Linked DNA regions of Gasterosteus aculeatus: region 1 is linked to region 2. A link is a contact called in public Hi-C data. All regions are on one chromosome and are shown on one strand. The core of a region is the stretch at or near the end of the contact, and the rest is flanking DNA. Distances in the headings are between cores, read along the strand shown. Region 1 holds the start of dhcr7 (7-dehydrocholesterol reductase). Region 2 overlaps LOC120831033 (protein MTSS 2).

Evidence for each region. A called contact is a pair of places that touch in the nucleus more often than the background predicts.
Region 1: a Hi-C map of whole body shows a contact between it and region 2, with 6 times the contacts expected there. The contact joins the promoter of dhcr7 here to the enhancer-like site in region 2. A contact is called at or near these places in 5 of 6 Hi-C or Micro-C datasets (liver, skeletal muscle, tail fin and 1 more).

What each region holds. Positions count from the first base shown.
Region 1 is chr12:3,346,217-3,348,916 of fGasAcu3.hap1.1, reverse strand. dhcr7 (7-dehydrocholesterol reductase) reads right to left here and starts at 1,396. Exons shown (of 8, transcript XM_040164619.2): 1 at 1,260-1,396; 2 at 481-583. The coding sequence starts at 563.
Region 2 is chr12:3,301,823-3,304,522 of fGasAcu3.hap1.1, reverse strand. LOC120831033 (protein MTSS 2) reads left to right here. Exons shown (of 14, transcript XM_078085240.1): 5 at 1-37; 6 at 841-915. Among protein-coding and RNA genes, the nearest start is that of LOC120831033, 37 kb to the left of the region's middle. Within about 2 kb of position 1,297, at least 6 of the 9 cell types and tissues checked have open chromatin away from gene starts, as enhancers often do.

The sequences.
Region 1 (2,700 bases), core at 147-2,646, 44 kb before region 2:
GGGGGAACAGGCCTACTTTTTGTTTTAAAAAATATATTTATGGGTTAGGATATTTCTTGTCATTGTTCCTCGTCTCAGCTCTGACGTAACTGGTTCGCTGGTGTTCAGGTCGCAATTTCAATGACACAGGAGCAGCGTAGGCCTACAGGAATATCTGGACCATCAGAGGCCAAGACCCGCCGCATCTCTGTCTCTGATTGGTTTAGACCACGATACGATCCACCACGGGTGAGTTCCGTCAAAGCAGAACAAGCGCTTTGTTCGGCGAGGCAGCGGATGCGAGGACAGGTGCACCGGTGCGACCTGAGATTTTAGTTTTGGTCGCAGTAATTTGGTCAGTAATTTCGCCAGAATCCAAGGACCAAATGTCTACCCCTGAACAAGTGGTTCCAAAATGTTGCCCACGAGTCCTGCGTCAGCGTGGAGGTTTGAAGGAAAGCTTGACTTTGCGTCTACCAAGCGGTGAAACCGCAGACTCACCATGCTCTCCCCCACTGTGCCGGCTGCTGCTCAGATGTCTTCCCGTTGGCGCCGTTGCGGGTCCGTCTCCTCGAGGCCTCCATGGCCACCGCTCCGCTTATCTCTGACGAAGGGTCAAGCCATCGGGATTAGATTGGTTACGCAGCGGCCTGCTGTACTTTGTACACGGTTGGTTGGCGTCATTCATCACGTACACAATCAAAGGACACACTTCCATGCAGAACATCATCAAAGTTACTTTTCTTTTCTTTGTCAGAGATTCTGTGTCGTTTTGTGTGCAGCTTTTTGAAGTGAATGTGTTATATGCAGTTCCACAAGCCAGATATTGACACACACACACAAACACACACACACACGCGCGCGCGCTATACGAACAATGTGGTGATGGCTGCTATCTGAACCCGACATGTAGTTAATTAATGGGGCTCAGACTAGTTCCAGCTACACATAATATAACAAGGGGGCAGTGTGTGTGTGTGTGTGTGTGTGTGTGTGTGTGTGTGTGTGTGTATGTGTGTAGGAGGGGGGGGGGGGGCACCGTTACATAACGTATAAAGCCCCGTCCTGTCTTTTTTCTGGATTGGATAAGATGAATTTGAGCACTTGTTGCCTGTTGCACACTCGGTTTCTCGGCCACGACGTTAATGTTAAGTTTCGAAACGTTACACGCGCCATTTCCTTTGTACTTGGACCGTGTTACCTACATAGCAATACGTCTGAAGTACCGTAAACACACGTTATCCTGCACTGTAACAATGAATGTACCGGAGCTCACTCACCCGTTGATACCGGACCGACCGAAGGACGCAGGCTGCTGGTCTGCTCGTTCTCCGCGGCCCAGGTGCTCGTTATCAAGTGACGTTGACCGCTGGAAACTGCTGAGCTTCAGACTCCGCCCATAACACCACTGCACATTGGAATTCAGCCAATGGGGATCGTGCAAAGGCGGGCCCCAGGGAGGTGAACTGGCCTCTGATTGGGCGTTACTAACTGGAGACACCAGCGCCTCATGCATTGGCCAGTGGGTGAATGGTTAGAGAATAGTTGTCTTTATTGTCATGCCCTTGTGCATCCGAGATTTGTAATAGATTGTTATAATGTAATTATGATAATGATACATGCAAGAAATGTATGTTAGTAAAGTTATCACTTTAATGCATTAAATAGACAAGAGTGAATTAATTACAATGCTTCAAAAAGGACTGCAATGGACACACCCAACCAAATATTTTAGCAACATTTGTATTTTGAACAAATGTTTGAACAAAAATTTTGAATAGTTTCATGATATCTTCAATGGCAAAACTTTTAAAAGTAACGTGGAATATAAATTGTCACATATTTTTTGCAGTCATATGTTCAATACATATGTATGTATGTGTGTACTTTTACAATGTCTCACAATATGTTGACAATTTTATAGAATTTCAGTTGATTCAAGATATAATTTCAGAAATGTTCATGTCAAAATCAAGGCTCACCAAAACTAGGAGGATTCAACATCATCAATACAGAGACGGAACATAAACTAACCGTTAACAGAGCCCAACAAAATGTTCAATATGGGCCAAAAATGTGGAACTTTTCAGTTTGCAATGCCAATAGTTCTGGTGCAGGACAATACATATCTCTTGTGTAACCTGAACTACATTAAGATTATATTTCTAATTACAATAAACTATAACATGATTGTCTCAGCTTGACACAATGGCATAGTGTCCTTTCTTGATCATTTACTTAAGATATCCTTTTATGTTCTTCCCAAAAAAATAAATCTGCCCAATGATACCGAGACATGATAGATAAAATCTGCTGCACTTGAAATTGAAATGACCCTGTCTTCGCCAGTGCATGTTCGGCAAATGTGCACCAGAGGGCAGTACTCAGCTGTGACCCGGACAGGCAACTTAGGAGGGGAAAGATAACACTGTTCACGTTGAGTGGATAAAAGCTATAAACTGCTTTACGATGCTGAATCACCACCTCTGTTCTAACCTCCTAACTATCCACAGAGCTCAGATGTGGGACGGTGTGCAAAATCAGACACTGCACATTACTTGCTCTTGATGTGTGATTACAGCCGTCTCTGAATGTTCATGAGTTCATGTTTTTACTTTTTAAGGACAGTTTGAAATACATAATATATTACAGCGTGTTTACAGGTTTGATGTATCTCATCAAATCAAAAACCAAAAGTACTGTTTACTGTTTGTGATCTAA
Region 2 (2,700 bases), core at 48-2,547:
AAGACGGCTAACCAGCTGGATAAGGACCATGCCAAAGGTACATGCACACTCAGCCTATGGTGATAATTGGGAAGTTCTAACCACACATCATCCCAGCTGAAGTTTCTCAAAAATAGTACCAACTTAACAAGACGCTGTAGCTCCAAACATCTAGTTTAGTTTAAACCTTTAACTGTGTTAATTGACCTGGAACAACCGCGTAGCTTAATTCTAAGAAAGTGATAACCAAAAACGCATCGCATGTCACTGACACAATGATATTTTGGACAGAAAAATCCAGCTGAGAGGCAGAGCCTTCTAATACTACAGGTATTGTTTCAACAATGACCATTACATGGTCACATTTTGTTGCATGAGACAAACAAATACAAAATAATAATAATACGCTCGAGATAAGTGAACGTCTAACTCCTCCCCCACCAAGTTCAAGGAAAAGCCAGCGATTTTTCAATAATGCTGCAGACAAACAAACCAACGAACGATGATCATTGAGAGCCTGAAGATAACTCATTGATAGGGCAGTTCCCCATCACATGTGCAAATTAGATTAGGTTGATGACACCAGTTGATAAGATAAGTGCATCTATTCAACACTTAAAGGTGATTTTGTACAGTTTATGACATGTCATGCTTGTCTCAGATCTATTATGCCTCACTGACACACAGATATTGTTCACAGCTGACTGTTATCAGTAGGTTTCATTATTCTTCCCCTATCAGCGCTGGAACTGTCAGTGAGCTCTTGGTAGCTTGAGCATTTCTATTCATGATTATTAGAAATGTCAAAAAGAGAGCTTTACATTCCTGTAACTAAAGCCGCGCTGCTCTTCCCGTTGCCAGAATACAAGAGGTCACGCCACGAGATCAAGAAAAAGTCATCCGACACCATGAAACTACAGAAGAAGGCTCGTAAAGGTAACCGCCAGCAGCCGGGCTCGGTCACAAAAACGTCACATTGCAGAGGTCAAAGACAAAGTCAATTCTAATGGTACCAGTTGTGTTTCTGTGTACTTCATTCTGATCACCGCTGCTGGTAAATACGTGTGAACAGCAACAACTGTGCTCGTTGGGCTACAATTAGCCCAGATGTTGATTTGTGATCTATATCTGGTTTGGAATGGTGATCATCAGAAAAGGGTGATTTTATTTGGTGCCTACACACACCCACACACAAACAGACACAGATATGTGAGACATTCCCTGAGGTAAAAAACCAAAGGCTTTAAACAGGCCAGGGCCAAAGAGCTTAGTAGGCTTACAGCACCATCGTGTGGAGCTCAAGGCTTTTGCAGCTCTCTTTTTCATTTGTCCTGAAACGCTTCACTCACCAATAATTAGCGCCCTCTCTGCAGAGCAGCGTCCGCTCAGTTGCCGGGCAGATGGATGCATAAATGCAAGACTTCTGTAAATTCCTCAAAAAATATATACATATTTGATTGATGTTACAGACCGACTGCAACTCTGAGTGCCAATTATGTACTGTAATTATTAATGAAATGTTATTAATGTTACATACTTGGTAAAAGTGAAAGTGTCGCCTACGTTTGCCAGTGTGTGGTCGACCCCCCTGCGCTGATGCATGGTGGTGTTTTCGTTGGATTTGTTGTTGCTGTTTTGCTCTAACCTGTGGCAACGTGGCTGTCTTGTGATGGCTTCCTTGTACTAACCTTAACAACGAGTTCTGCTATGTCTCCCTCCCTCTCTCTCTCTCTCTCTTTTCTTATTTTGCTTCCTTTTCGCTGTGCCCCCCTTCTCCCTGGTTTCTCCCTCCCTGTGGTATTTGACCCCCCTGTAATAGAGATCCAGGGTAAGTATCAGCTTATTGCTCTGCAGCTCCTCCTGCTCCTGTTTTACTCACACGGTCACCCTTCTCCTGCAGGTGACCACGCATGCATGTGTAGTGGAGCTCAGCGCATGCGCCGATGGCTTTTTACTACGTGTGTGATACCCAGTGATCAGATGTCAGGGAAGTGTTTTATAACGTATGGAATAATACCGACGGGATAAACCCACCAAGGGGCCCCTAAAGACACTAGGTATTATAATGATAAAGCACATCCTGAACCAACTTAATCACCTTTAACGCTAGATGTTATCCCAGAATCAGGTAATTATGTTATCTTAAGTTCCCTGCTGTTTTAGTTGAACCCTTAAACACACAAGAATAAATGACTCTTTGTTTGGTTCAGTACAGCTGGGTTTACCCTAAATAGCTGAATAGTGTGAGTGCTTTTTTATCAAGAAAACACAGTTTTCCTGTTTGGCCTCAGCCTTACAGCCCGTCTCTTAATGGTCCCATGATGGATGAGCCTTAGGGGACCACGAGATACATCCCTGGGGTACCAGCATAGCGGACGAACATCCTCCCTCTGTTTACAGTCTGATCAGCCATTTGAGATGAGAGGCTGCAGTGTGCGACGGGGTTGTGCACTCGACCAGCAGCAGGTTGTTTAAGCTAAAGCCGACTAAAAAAGGGAAACCATCAGCCCGCTCATACGCAATTTGTCTGTAATACTCTGACTACAAGCATAAAGCAGGCGGCCTAAGAGCCCATGATGTGGCCCTTTGGCCTCCAGACGCTACCAGATTAATTCAGCCTCGTTTTGTGTCGCTCATACTTATCTACAGACTAGTTTTAGCTTTAGTATGCCAATAGCAGCTTCGCTGGGAAACTGTGGACCAGCTGTGCGCTGCAGGCGT